4 separate regions of the Mus musculus genome follow, and regions 1, 3 and 4 are each linked to region 2. A link is a contact called in public promoter capture Hi-C data. All regions are on one chromosome and are shown on one strand. Each heading gives the region's core, a stretch centred on a gene start, on an enhancer-like site or on the middle of the called end of the contact. The rest is flanking DNA. Distances are from core to core; before and after follow the strand shown.

Region 1 (3,584 bases), core at 464-2,963, 550 kb before region 2:
TTGAGGAGGGGGATATAAAAGCTAAAGTTTCAAACAGAAATAAGGGGGGAAATTCCAATGACAAGATTTTCAGGCCAAAGAGAAGGAATTTGAAGATATTATTCAAATCTCATTTCATTACATTATAAAGGTCTTGGCAACCGTCGGCCATTAATCTTTAACACAAAGGAGATTCAAATCCAAATGAACTGAAAGACTATCTCGGGAGGGAGGAAGAAACGGAGGAATTTACTTCATCCACAATTGTTTAACCTAAAAGGGAGGCCTTTAAGGATGAGTACGCAAAATGCATCAGCCTTCAGTCTACGAGGTCCTATTTCTCACTAAGTCTTGCACCAATCCAAAAGCGGGAGGTTATGGACACAAAACAACCTTAGGAAAGGCTTGGGGTGGGTGGTCGCCAATGAGTGACACACCACATCATGGTTTATTCTCCTACACAACTGGAGAGACAAAAATTAAAAAACATCACACCATATGTTTCACCGTATCAATCAAAAAGCATTTCACCACGGTACATCCAAGACTTTCCTTTGGGGCTGAAAAATAAATAAATAATTGTATTGATTACAGAGGAAGGGAAACGCGGCCGCTTCTGCTGCAATGCAACACAGGCTGCTACGAACCGGAGAGAAGGGCTTTCCAAACAAAACCCTCCCCCGCCCGGGCTTACAAACCTCAACCAACTTATCCCAGCCTCACACTGTCCCCCGCCAGAGGAAACCTAGTAAATGCTCTCCCTTCCCCCACCATCGAGAAATGTTCACCTTTCCCCGCTCCTCCGCTTTACCCCTACCAGAGGCACTTTATTCCCCGCAGAGATTTCAAACCTTCCAAACTTTCCTCCCCACCCCCCTTTTAATTAAACACTAGAGCTTTGTACTAAAAGTGCAGAGAATTTTTACAGATGTACGGAAAATACCTGTTTCTCGGCAACGAGCACGCTACGACTACCGAGCCCCTCCCCATCTCCTGGGTTTCGTTAACCCAGGCTGGGGGAGGGAGGGAGGGAGCTGGCATATTGAATTGAGGAAGGGAAATCCTGGGTAAAAGAAGAGCATCGGAGGGGGACACCGGGAGGAGCCCCCTCCCCCAAATCAGAGCGGCTGGGCAGGGCAGCTGGACCGGAGAAACCCGAAGGGACAAAAGGGAGCGAGAAAGAGCCGGGAGAGCCGAGCCGGCGCCGCGGGCCGGGGCAGGCGGGTCCGCGCAGAGCGGTCGCGGCGCCGCGGCACAATGGCTGGCGGCCCGCGCGCCCCTCACCTCATGGTGCCGGCGGCGCCGAGGCTTCCCCGGCGCGGGAGCCGCCGAGCGGAGGGTCTCTTCTCAGGCGGGGAGGCGGACGCCGCGGGGACGCGCGAGCAGAGGCGGCTCCGGCTCCGGCGGCCGGGCTACACCATCTCCGCGCGCAGAGGCGAGGCGCCGGCCCGCCGAGCGCGAGCGACCACGGGCTGGGGACGGGGCACGGGGCCGAGGCGCCGAGCGGGTCCCCGGCGGCCGCCGCCTCCTCCGCCTGCGTCGCCGCCTCCTCCCCGCCGAGCCTCGTCCGCCGCTTCAGACGGGAGCCGCCGGGGCCGCGCGCCCGTCCGTCCGTCCGTCCGTCCGCCCGCCCGCCGCTCCAGAGGCCGCTCCGAGCGCGCCGCCGTCACCGCCGCCGCCGAGGCCGTGAGGAACCGGCAGCTGCTGCAGCCGCGGGAGGAGAGCCGGGCTCGCCGCGGGGCGCCGGGGGCGGGGCGGCGGAGGAGCACGCAGGCGCCGCCCTCCTCCCGCCGCCCCCGCCGCTCCCGCTTCGCCCGCTCCCCTCCCCCTCCCTCCCGGGGCGAGGGGCGTTGCGCACGAGGGGGCTGCGGGGCGGCGGCCGAGGCGAGGCGGCGGTGCGGCCACGGCCCTTTGTTGCCGCCCACCCGGCTCCGCGCCCCCCGCGGTCGGAGGGGGGCTCGGCGCCCGCTCTGCCCTTGACCGCGCTCTCCTGCCGCGGCCTTCCCGCAGCCCGGAGGCTGAGGTGAGGAGCGAACCGCGGTGGGGGGGTTGGGGGGGGCGTGACGAGCCGGGCGCGATCGCGGAGAGGACCAGGGCGCGCGGGCCGGCATCCCCCTCTGCGCGTCCCCGCCGCGATGTGATTCCCTCCCACCCACCCCCACCCGTGGGATGTAGGCGGGATGTAGGAGAGTTCCGAACACGCAAAACGTGGCCATCGTCGTCCCCCGGATTCCCGAGGACCCCCGAGCGTGCTGGACCTGGGGATCCGGCCGACGCGCGCACAGTACTGGGATGACTGCACAAACACACGCGCGCATAAACGCGCACACACACACACACACAGCTAACGCATCGGTGTCGGGAAACGCGGTGGCCCGAGGCACGCGGAACCCTGTGCAGCCGCGAGAGACGCAGCCCGTGGAACCCTTTCTGTCGTCACCAGCTGAAAGGGAATCCCGGCCGGGGGCGGGGAGGGATGGAAACTGAGGATAATTTTAAATGCTCTGTCTTTCACCTAGTCTGGAGCTCACCTCCTTGAGAAGGTAGATAGAAAATACTAACGCAGCGAATGGTTTAGTCAGATGGTGCAGGAGGCCTCTGAGAAGCCCGAATTTGGGGCGGGGGGTGTAGAATGAAAAACAGCAAATCCAATGATCTAATAAAATTTTTTAAAAACTGAGAGCCCGCTTTCGTGCGCAGTATACAGATGCCTAGACTAGGTTAGAAAGGGTTTTTGCAGCTACCCGATTTCTATTACATCCAAAATGGAGGACCTAGCAATACTGCAGGAATCCATTCAAAAGTTTGATGTTCCATATAAAATGAGCTGCGGTTCTAAAGATACTTATGAAAGCTGGCATTCTGGGCACTTTCAAATGACAAGCTAACGTATCCTATCCATCCTTGGTCAATGCCTGAATTGTCTGGAGAACAGTTTAACCTGTTTTAACTATGAAAAGCCTCCTGGTTTCAGAGCTCAACAAAGGCGGTTTGCTTTTTGGAAGGAAGCCCTGCAAGAAGCAGTGACCTAGAGCTGTGGCACAGGACCAGGGTGGCCTCGGGTAGTAAAAAGCACGGTGCCTCTGCTCTAAACATGGTGTACTTGAAGAACACTAATTTCCACCCACATAGCTAATTACAGCTTGCCATCACAGAGCATTTTATTCAAGGATCTCCAAGGACTGAAGAGAAAACAGCCCTGTCAGCCAAATGTCCTTGTTGCCCATATTACGAGAAGAGACAGAAATATACATCTCAAACAACCTCGTGTGTTATTAGTACAATAGCCGTGATTAGAAAAACATCTCAGCTCTGAGGTGCACTGCCTTTGTATAAAGGGCATCTGTATAAAATGCTTGCACCTCAAGTATTCAACAAGTTAACTAATGTCTAGAAAGAGGAAAAAAAGCACTAATGCCTATTGAATCTTCTTGGGGAAAGAATTAAGACACATTCAGCCAGAAGTCACCCCAGCTCTCCTTAGTTCATTCATACCAATATAGTAAGTACAACAGAGCTTAGGTTTCAGATAAAAGCCTTACCACCACCAGAAGAGGTGGAGATACTGCTGTAATGACTCAAACTATCTCTTGTCAGAGACAAGA
Region 2 (3,402 bases), core at 726-3,225:
TGTTTCTTCATATAACAAATATTTACTGTGTTTCTGGGAGAGTCCTAGGAGCCGGGGACTGAGTGGCAAATAAAACTGGTCCCGATAAGTGTCCTTGTGGGACACAAAGCCTGATGGGGCCGAGAGGCTTTAACTCACTGAGGACAGGAGTCCGTGCTGGGCGAGGCTTTGCGTACTCATCTGATAGTGTGAAAGGAGGGAGGGGCTAAATTTGAGGGGTGGCCTTGGGGAAAAACTTCCGGGGCACAGGTCTGAAGGATGATCAGAGAGCAGAGCAGAAGAGTATTGCAGTTTGGCAGGAACAGCGCCTGCAAAGCCCTGAAGTGGGACAAACACGACATCCCCTAAACAGAAATCAATGCTCCATGGAGGAAGGAGAGACACGGGAACAGGTGGCAAAGTCAGCAGGACGGGTGTGCTCCGGCTCCCACTAGCCACGCAGAAGCCCGGCGTTCCTCTTAGCTTGCTGGGGATGGCCAGAAAACTGTGTTCAGAGCAACCACTGGTTCCTGTGACTCAGCACGAATCTCAGTTAACTAGGCAATAGGGTCAGGAATAAAAATGCCTCCTCCACCCAAATTAGGGCTTCAAGGCTTCTAGGATCTTCAGTGTTCCAGGCAACGTCAGGGGATGGGGTGGAGCTGGGGTTCTGGTTTAGAGGAAGGGTAGGTCAGCCTTGTGCAGGGTGGAAACTTAGCTGTGAACCCTCAGTGAGCCCAACACTGAGCGAGTGTTAACGCAAATAGAGGCGTTGAGGGAGTAATGGGGGCTCCTGAGGCACGGAGGAGCCAAAGCTTTCGTATAACTGCCTCCTGTCCTGGAAGGTCATGCTGACCTTGTATTTCTGGTGAATCACGGGAAACCCTGCTTTTGTCTGTTTCATGTCTGGCAGGTAAACATGCTCTCTCAGAAGCACCAAGCTCAGGGCTGAACACGTGGATGACCCTCAGCGGGAAGACCGGCAGCCTCAGAGGCTGTCTGGTTCAGAGACCAGTGTGAACCCGCTTTAGAATCATCTGCAGGTGAATGGTCTAAAGACTCTGATATGGGTCCTAGAGACTTAGCTCAGAACTGCTGAATCATGATTATTTTATATTCTGTTTTATTTCATTTTAGAGACAGGGTCTCACGTAACCCAGGTTGGATTTGAACTCACCATTTAGCCCACAGTGACCTCAGACTCCTTATTCTCTGGTCTCTACCTCTGAATGTAGATTGTCCTGCTTGTGCGGCAAGCCCTCGTATCCACTGAGGCATCTTACAGCCAGCCCCCAGAACACTCTTTGAGATGGTGGCGATTAATGCAGGTTACTAGGGAGACTGTGTTGTGGGTAAGTAGTTCAGAGAATTCTTGTCACACTGTACTGGCTGCCTGTGTCTTCTGTAACAAACGAACACAAGTGACTGAAAAGAGCAGAAGTTGGAGATGGAGCAATGGCTTAGGGTTTGAGAGAGCACTGGCTGTTCTTGCAAAGATCTGCGTTGGACTCCTAACACCCACATGGAAGCTAACAGTTGTCTGGAACTCCAGTTCTGGGGACTCTGGTGCCCTCTTCTGGCCTCCAAGGACAGATCACTTATGTAGTGCACAGGTGTACATGCAGGCAAGGCACCATGCTCGGTAAAAATGAAAGAGCAGAGGGTTAGTCTCTTTCTGTTCTGGGCACCCACAGACCTAAGTCATTTCCACTGGACTAAAACCAAGGCATGAGCAGGGCCTCTCCTTACAGAGTCTCTGGAGGAGAAATCACCCCAGCCTATCCAACTTGGAGACTCCTGATAGCCTCCATTGTGGTGTCCAAATAGTGAACAGCAGGAGAAGGTGGGGCAGAGTTGCCTGCACCTTGGATACATATTTGACTCTGTTTATGACTCATGTCCCTTTGGAACAGGGCCTCCCTCAGGTGCAAAGTTTACAGGCCACACCTCCTTGGGAGCTGCCTTAAAGGGCAGCATCCCCATAGGGCAGATGTCTGAGAGGACACAGAAGCCCTGCTTTCCTGTCACCTACAGGACGCACAGGCAGGCCATGGCAGCCCTGGCAGCTGGAATATCCAAGCAACGTGCAGCTGCTCAGGGCCTTGGCTCTAACCAGAATGCTGTGAAGTATCTGGGCCAGGACTTCGAGACCCTGAGAAAGCAATGCTTGAACTCAGGGGTCCTATTTAAAGACCCGGAATTCCCGGCATGTCCGTCAGCTTTGGGCTACAGGGATCTTGGACCAGGCTCTGCAGAAACTCAAGGCATCATATGGAAGCGACCCACGGTAAGGCAATAGGGAAGTGACCATGGCAAGGCACAATTGAGTGTCACACAGGGTACAGAGTTGTCACATCAGGTCAAGAGTTGAAGTAAGTAACAGTGCAGGGTTCTGTTTTCAGATCCTATAGTTCTGATATCCGCCTTACTTCCTAACATTATTTCTAAGGAAGAACACACACAAGCTTTAGAGCTGGACAAGTCAGACCTCATGAGTGGCTCTGCTGATGTGGCCTTGGCTCTGCTGATGTGGCCTTGAGCGACAGCTCTCTGAGCTTCAGTTTTTCCACCCTAAAAATAGTGCGGCTGGAACCATTGTATTTCAGTGTGGTTAGGAGAATGAGAAATAAATCTCAGGGTGTAATTGTCCTGCGTGTAAGAGACACAGAACACAGGGTACTTAGCACTGCACAGTGCCCCCGGGCCAGCACACAGGGGAACAAACCAAGGTTAGACACAGTCAGCTAGGGGCAAACTGTGATAGCATCGCTGCTGAGGGACATGGGTTACTGAAGGTCATAGAAGGTTCCACCAAGGCTGGAGAGAAGAGAGAGGTGGAGGCCATCCTAAAGTTGGTGGGTGTGGTCACACTGTGGTCTTGATGTACATGTCCCTGATGATAATGGATGCTGTGCTTTCTATATCATGGGTGCATCCTCTAGAGGGACAACTGTTTAAAACCTTTGCTCATTTCTCAATGGTTCTGCTTGCTTTTTTGTTTGACTTTGCACTTTTGAGGATAACCCTTTCTTTACTTTGGGAGCATATATGTGTATATATATATATATATATATATATATATGTGTGTGTGTGTGTGTGTGTGTGTGTGTATATATATATATTGCATCTAATAATCCTGGACATTAAGGTGTTTGCTTCATTTGCTCTTCTGCATCCTGATAGCCCTTTATTTTTACACACATACAAGAGAAAATATGTGATATTTATCTCTGTGAATTGGGTTCACTTCAGGTAAAATGGTGATTTTTTTTTTTTGCTTCTGTCCATTTTCCTATAAATGACATGATTTTCTTCTTTATAGTGAACAATACTGCACACACACATATAGCCCCACATAACTATATATTTTTTTATTTATTCATCTGTGGATAGGTACCCGGTTGACTCCATACCATGGCTATT
Region 3 (3,447 bases), core at 775-3,274, 660 kb before region 2:
CCATATGCATACAGAAGAATTCTGTTTTCTTGGGTGAAATAACAGACTGATCACAGCTTGAGGACATGTGAATGAAGAAACTCAAACTACATCCCAGAAGTAGAAGGGACCTTACACACATGTAATCTGGCAGAGTCCCAAGTCAACGGCTGGGTGCCTCAGGGCTCACATCCACAGTTAAACAGGAGCACAGAGACAAGATACACATCTGAGATGTCTCACAGGAACCACAGATGCCCAAGTTCACTGTCAGCAAATGAAGCAAGGTGTCCAGAGTAAGTAGACAAACTCCTGAAACTGCTCCCTGCCCTTGTGGTCAACAGAAATTGTATCTAGACTTTAACCTGTCCCTACCACCACCACCTAAATATTGAGACCTTCCTAATTACCTTTCTGAGATACAGTTTTCCCAGGCAAAGCGCAAAGCTGGTACCACACACTACGCAACAAGGTTGGTCCCCAAAGGGCTAAGCCAACTTAGTTCTACTCCTGATACACAAGAGAGGCCTGGTGGCTTTGGCATCATGTAGGGCTTGTGGTTTAAAGACAACCGCCCCACCCCCAAACAGACAGACCTCAGAACTGAGGATCAAAATACTCAGAGAAATTCCAGAAGTTAGAATATCAAATGCCAAAACTCACCTAGGTGAAACTTGGCCATGGAATGACAATCTTCTATGTCTCTACTAAAAGAAGTTTAAAATCTTAAAAACAACAAAACAAAAACAAACCAAAACTTTATAGGAAGGCTGGGTAGACAGAATTGACTAGAGAATATTGAATTTCAAACATTTTTTTTTCCTTAGGTATCAAACTTGAAAAAGGTTCCTGTGTTACTTACTTCATGATTAAAGCTGCATTTTGATTTTTTCAATACTAGGGACCTCATACACACTGTGTATTCCCACCACAACAGGGATGAATCCCAGAGCCAGACTCGATGCACACTTCTTTCCCTGGGGTTTTATTTCCTTTGCGACACCCAGCGCCGGCTAACACCCTATCTATCGGCAACATCACTCACTGCCTGTATTAGACATGTAATTTTCTTTTGAAGGAGTCTGTTTCTACTGCTAAGGACATCTTTCTGGACTCAGAAGGGGGCAGCTGAGACATATTTACGGGCTAAATGGAGACTGTCACTTACAAATAGCTCTTCAATGAAGTGCATGGACATTTCTAACTTTTATTAGAATGTGAAATTCTTTTAACTCTGTTTAATTTTTGTTTAGAAAAGGCTGGATTTAGTGATGAGTTCACCATGCTCTTGAGTTTCCTAACTCAAGAGAGTCAAGTACTCCTCCCTCTCCGCTCTTATCTGGGCCTCCTTTATCCAGGAATCCTGGGGTTCCACACCAAAAACTTCTAAAAGCTCTTTATTGGAATACCCAGTAAGCTTCAAACTAGGTAGGGTGTGGTGACTGATCTCTGGTTCAAGCACTTAACCAAAGCTTCAGTTTTCAGTTATTCTCTATGTTAATGAGCAAGCACTGGAAACCTACAGGTGCTCAGGGAGTTCTACAACAGAGCATCTATAACCGAAGGGAAACGCCCTTTCCCAAACCCTCTCCTCCTCACACAATCCCTATCTTTACAATTTCAACAAATAGAACCAATGATTGTAGAAAATTCTTTTTAACATCAAGTCACAGTAACCAAGTCACTTTCTACCCTTCAGTGACGGTTGCTTTACAAATTAACATAGTTCATACTTCAACAATTTTCAAATTTATCCTAAAGCCCCATCTTCCTTATGTGAGGTATTCATTAATATTGTACCGATAGAAGGCCCCTGTCTGTAAATGGTAATTTTACTGTACCATTTTACTTTCTTTTCTAATCAACTAATCAATCTTAATGTTTAAATTTTGAATCTTTCATTGTTCCAGCATTAAGATATAAAGAAAAAAAAAAGGGGGGGGGCAGGGCTAGAAAGCTAGCTGAATTGGAAGAGTGTCTGCCTCCCTTGCAAGCACAAGGTCATCAGTTAAGATTCCAGAATCCATGTAAAACAGAGCAGCTGGGCGTGGTGGTACAAGCTAGGCAACCCAGCAGCAAGCAGCAGACAGGATCTCCTGAGGCTCACTGCCAGCAGGTCTAGCTGAATTTGTGACCCTGTCTCAAAGCAGGTGGGTGCCAAGGTTGAACACTGGTTTCTACATGCTCATTCTCACATTCACCCACAAAGAGGCTTTAGAAAGAAGCTTGGTACTTCAAAAAGCCACCAAGGTAAACATAAGGGAACAAGATTTAGTGCAGAGCCTATTTTGATGTTGGGAATAGAAAGACTATATCATATCCCCGCCCTCAACCCCAAGAATATTTGGCATAAATAAATGGCTTCTCTTGAGAGATTGACGATTTTAGTTTCTCAAACAGGCGTATGCTTAACTGAAAGCGATTCCTGTACGTACATGTTCTCCAGGATCTTCACATGAAGTACTGACCAGAATAACTGTTTAGTCAGATTCTTTAAAATACAACAAGTTTTGATTAAAAAAAAAAAAAAAAAGGAACTGAACTTATAAAACAGTAAATGCCTCTCACCAAAGAGTCACAGAGCTCTGGGGAGATGATCAGATACCAATTGTATTAAAAACAAAAATGCCGTCACCAGAACAGGTTGAGTCTGGAAGTGAAAACTATTCTGCCTTTGGAAGTGGGCTTTCTAGTGTGATAAAGGGACAGACACCCCCCTACACTCTGCTTTTTATGTTCATCTTGAGTTCCTTTATGCTCCGCGTTTTTATGCTTACGACCCATAGGATTTTACTGATTTGTTTTAGACACGGTTTCTCTATGCATCCCAGCCTGACATCAGATCCACAATCCTCCTGTTTCTGTCTCCAGGATGCTGGATTACAGATACGCCCATAGGATTAAAGACCGTGGTAAAGGGCTTAAGTAATTCTCATGGCGACAAGAAATCAAACAGTTCCTGCAGCCCTGCCTGGCAAGCCCTGAATCGTACAAACATGAATTCTTCACAGCCTCACTGCAAAGATGGGCAAAAGTTAAGAGACAGTAATTTTAGCTAAGCAAATGGAAAAGCTTAGGACTTGCTACTTAATTCATTTTCGAATTTAAGTGACTTTAATTTGTAGATAAAGCAGGAGTGTAAGTTGGAACCAAAAGAAAAATCAGCTGGCTGTCTTCACAACAGTGAGCAACACAAGGTGGTTGCAAATGCAAATTAATGCCAGGAACAGGAAGCACAAAGAGGACGGAGGAGCTTGGGAGAGATGCCGAGGTCTGATAAAGGGGGAAAGACACACACACACACACACACACACACACACACACACACACACACACACACACACACACACACAGAGACACACAGACACAGACACACACACACACACACACACACAGACACACAGACACACACACACACACACACACACAGACAGAGTTGTACTTCTAATGAGGAAATTACAAGTTTGG
Region 4 (3,803 bases), core at 321-2,820, 850 kb after region 2:
TTTCAGCACATCCCATTGGTGCCATAGGCCGGGAGCCAAGTTTTCCAATGTATGCGTTTTAGAGAATAGTCCACATCTAAACCACAACAGCTGAGGATGCAGGTGGGTGGTAGGATGTATGAGGCCCTGGGTTCAATCTTCACGAGCTCTCCTGGCCTGCTAGAGGCTGACTGCAGTGCCTGTGTACCGGCTGGTTTTGTGTGTCAACTTGACACAGGTTGGAGTTATCACAGAGAAAGGAGCTTCAGGTGAGGAAATGACTCCACGAGATCCAGCTGCAAGGCATTTTCTCAATTAGTGATCAAGGGGGAGGTCCCCTTGTGAGTGATGCCATCTCTGGGCTGGTAGTCTCGGTTCTATAAGAGAGCAGGCTGAGCAAGCCAGTGGAAGCAAGGCAGTATGTAACATCCCTCCATGGCCTCTGCATCAGCTCCTGCTTTCTGACCTGCTTGAGTTCCAGTCCTGACTTCCTTTGGTGATGAACAGCAGCGTGGAAGTATAAGCCGAATAAACCCTTTCCTCCTCAACTTGCTTCTTGGTCATGATGTCTGTGCAGGAATAGAAACCCTGACTAAGAGAGCCTGGGAGGGGGCTTCAGAGGGTGATTCTGTTCTGACTCTCACTGTGGGGACACAGTCATAAAAGTTCCTTGCTGGACACCGGACTTGCCCCCTGCTTGATTTTGAATTTCCCAGTCTCTAAACTGAGAGATAAGTTTCTACTATCTATAAGTTAACAAGTCTACAGTATTTTTGTTTTCTTCAGTGTGCTTTTGAGATAGGGTCTCATGTAGCCCAGACTGGCCTTGAACTTGTCTACAGTCAAGGATGACCTGGATCCTTTGACCTTCCTGTCTCTACTTCCCAAGGGCAGTTGAACACAGCACAGCCTGATTTGTGAGATACTGGGGAATCAAACCCAGGGCCTTATGCATGCTAGGCAAGCACTCTACCAGCTGAGCCCCATCCCAGTTTGTGATATTATTGCAGCAGAGTGAAGGGATTGAGGCGCCCTCCTTTCCTTGCTTGACTGCTTGTGTTTTTCTTGCTGGGGATGCGAGATTCATGACACTTCCTCCCATCCAGGCACACTCGGGACGGCTCTCCGTGACATGCTCCCAGACCCACACCAGCACTCTCTGTGCCCTTCTGCACTGCAGGAGCCTGGACATTTGCCTCGCGCAGAGTCTGCTGTCAGACATCTGTAATGTGTGCCGCTCAGCCTGCAGAAAAACAGTAAACAAGCGGGAATTTCCTGGCCTGCCCCCAACATGGCGGAAACTCTGTGCAATTTGAAGAATCCTAGCACCTCAGTCATTGATGCCAGCACACGGTTGACTAAGCACCCGCAGTCTCCCAAACCCTCAGCACTAGTGTCAAGACCTGCTCCAGCTTCACTTTTAGGTAAGGACACCTCTCCCTGATGTCACGAGGTATGCTTAGCCACCAGCACAGAGAAGGAACTTCACTGATGAACCACCTCATTGAACTGGGGCAGGATGTGAGGGAGAGAAAGAAGGAAGAGCAGTTGGGAGCGGGGGCGGGGGGGGGGGCACTGGGCAGACTGGGCAGGCCAACCCAGGAAGGAGCAGCAGAGAATTCCCAAGGTCCAAATGCTGGGAAAACATACTAGCCCACACACTGTTCCTGGTCATCGGGCCCCGTGGCTCTCTCCTGGCATTTTCTGCCTGGGCCTCCCGTTCTTGTTGGGCTGGGTGGGCCTGCTGCAGGGACACCCCCAGTGCTTGGATTATGGACCACCCTTCCGTCCTCCTCAGCACCTGGACTTTTGCTCTGACTATGACTCCTTCGGCTGCTGTGATCAGCGCAAAGACCGCCGCATCGCTGCCAGGTACTGGGACATCATGAGCTACTTTGACCTGAAGGCCCACGAGCTGTGTGGAGGTTACATTAAAGACATCCTTTGCCAGGTGGGTCTGAGTGTATGTAAGCCTAGGAAGAGGAGGAGGAGGAGAGGGAGCCAGTTTGGAAAAGCGATTTGTGGCTTTACAGTGTTTGGCTGAACAGTGAGGGATCCTGGAGTAGGACTCTTCTGCCAGGTGCCTCCCTGGAGAGCTGGAGGTGAGGGTGTGCCCTGGTTCTCCATACTCTTCCCTCTGGGCTTTTTCTCCAGACAACGAAGATTGAAAGAGGTGTTCATGGGGTTCTCAGTGCAGCTGCTCCGTCCTGCCTACAAGGACCAGAAAGCTGGGCACAGCATCCCTGTGGCATTTATGCATTGTGCAGTGGGCAGGGGTGGGGCGGGGAGGGGTTGTGACACCTGCTGAGAGGGTGTTTTGCCATGGGGGCTTTGGTTGTGACAGTGGTGGTGGCAGGGGTTGGGGTCCTGTCTGCAGAACTCCTAAGCTGGATGCAGAGAGCCTCAAGTTGCTGGGAGGAAATGACCCAGAGTTTCTCCTCTCCACGCTCAGCAGCAGCCAAAATCCACAGGCAGGAGGCGTCACCTTAGCTGAGCTGAGCTTGAACATTAGAAGGTACAGACTGCGCATGCGCACGCGCACGCACCAGTCTTCGGGAAGAGAGTCCAACTCGAGAAGCTTCTGCAGGAAAGCAGCACTCTAATGACGTGACAGACATCCTGGGGCATTTTAGTGCTAGTATGTGGCTGTCCCAGGGTATCTTTATCCCACCATGGCCACTGTTTTCAAACTCCTCAGCTCTATGCGTGGGTACAGACAGCCTAGGCAGGAATCAGTGCAGTAGCACTCAGAGGACAGACACCTGGGTGGCATCGCCTCGGGGCTGTGTTCTCAGGACAGGGCACCGTCCTTCAGGTGTTTCCTGGAAATTTAACTCTGAGATGAGCAAGGGGTGTGCATGTGTGCATGCGTGTGTGTGCGTGTTATGTGTGTGTGTGTGTGTGTGTGTGTGTGTGTGTGTGTGTATTGGCTCGAGGTCAGTGTTAGGTGGCTTCTATCTCTCTTTACCTTGTTTGGAACAGGGCTTATAAAACTTGGATTCCCTTGATTCAGGTAGGATGGCTGGCAGCCAGTTCCAAAGCTTCCTGTCTCTGGCTCAGTGCTGTGGCACTGGCTGGGATCCAAATGCAGGTCCTCCTGCCTGCGAACAAGCACATTAGTAGCTGAGCCATCTCCTCGGCCTTAGAACGCGAGCTTTTCCAAGCAGCATGGAAACTATTTCTGAGATGTCCTCTGCTGAAAATCTTGCTCCCTTCCCATCTCCTCTCAGATCCAGAAAGTCACATTTAGCTGCTCCCTTGTTTTATGAACCTGAAGTGTAATGAACCCATCTACTTGTTGAAATAGACAAGGCCACTTCCCAGCACCGTGGTATCCTGACAGTGCTGCTGCAGACGGTCACAACCTCCACCTGTCTGGATCATATGCTGGCTTCCGGTCCCAGGACCTCTTGATTATCGGACATCAGGGTTAAGCACAGCACCGTGTATGGCCCATTTCCGCAGTGCTTTTCTGAACTCTAGCTCATAGCAAGTGTGAGCTCCTTGAAAACCCAAGTGTGCCCTTTGCCCACCACTGCTTGTGGGGCCCACCCACGGGAGAGGTGCAATGCTCACACGGTAGAGGATAGGGCCGCTTTTGGGTCTGAGTCTCCCCACCGTGGGGAAACATCTGTTTGGTTCCCGAGCTGAGTCAAAACAACTTTGCAAGCTCTAAACGGCTGCCTACAGGTGTGCCAGGGTGACGGTTATATTTCTGCAGCCAGTTTCTGTTCACAAGCATTTCCTTATTTTACCTCCATACAGCTTTTTTTCCCACTCTCCAGCAGATGGACCCAGGCAATCTGACACTCAGGCAAGTGGGT

What was found. Promoter capture Hi-C pulls out the DNA fragments that hold promoters and counts their contacts.
Region 1: a promoter capture Hi-C map of embryonic stem cells shows a contact between it and region 2, with 8 times the contacts expected there. The contact joins the promoter of Enah here to the promoter of Capn8 in region 2. A contact is called at or near these places in 6 of 39 promoter capture datasets (the C10 cell line, the HPC-7 cell line, embryonic stem cells and 2 more), 2 of 484 Hi-C or Micro-C datasets (CD8 T cells and bone marrow-derived macrophages) and 2 of 9 other capture datasets (adipose tissue and liver).
Region 3: a promoter capture Hi-C map of embryonic stem cells shows a contact between it and region 2, with 9 times the contacts expected there. The contact joins the enhancer-like site here to the promoter of Capn8 in region 2. A contact is called at or near these places in 18 of 39 promoter capture datasets (the 3T3-L1 cell line, 3T3-L1-derived adipocytes, the C10 cell line and 11 more), 2 of 484 Hi-C or Micro-C datasets (the HPC-7 cell line and liver), 1 of 115 datasets of contacts at active chromatin or transcription factors (bone marrow-derived macrophages) and 1 of 9 other capture datasets (liver).
Region 4: a promoter capture Hi-C map of embryonic stem cells shows a contact between it and region 2, with 20 times the contacts expected there. The contact joins the promoter of Hhipl2 here to the promoter of Capn8 in region 2. A contact is called at or near these places in 4 of 39 promoter capture datasets (embryonic stem cells, neutrophils and pre-B cells) and 1 of 484 Hi-C or Micro-C datasets (embryonic stem cells).

Annotation. Positions count from the first base shown.
Region 1 is chr1:182,018,267-182,021,850 of GRCm38.p6, forward strand. It overlaps Enah (ENAH actin regulator), which reads right to left and starts at 1,714. Exons shown (of 15, transcript NM_010135.3): 1 at 1,264-1,714. The coding sequence starts at 1,268.
Region 2 is chr1:182,563,032-182,566,433 of GRCm38.p6, forward strand. It overlaps Capn8 (calpain 8), which reads left to right and starts at 1,976. Exons shown (of 21, transcript NM_130890.2): 1 at 1,976-2,266. The coding sequence starts at 2,030. It overlaps Gm46248 (a long non-coding RNA gene), which reads left to right. Exons shown (of 4, transcript XR_001779884.1): 3 at 893-1,022; 4 at 1,117-1,450.
Region 3 is chr1:181,899,002-181,902,448 of GRCm38.p6, forward strand. Enah (ENAH actin regulator) reads right to left here. Exons shown (of 15, transcript NM_010135.3): 15 at 1-3,447. Among named protein-coding and RNA genes, the nearest start is that of Gm33669, 22 kb to the left of the region's middle. Within about 2 kb of position 2,025, at least 5 of the 459 cell types and tissues checked have an H3K27ac peak or open chromatin away from gene starts, as enhancers often do. A contact at or near this core is called in embryonic stem cells, where this site is marked.
Region 4 is chr1:183,416,900-183,420,702 of GRCm38.p6, forward strand. It overlaps Hhipl2 (hedgehog interacting protein-like 2), which reads left to right and starts at 1,571. Exons shown (of 9, transcript NM_030175.5): 1 at 1,571-1,930. The coding sequence starts at 1,613.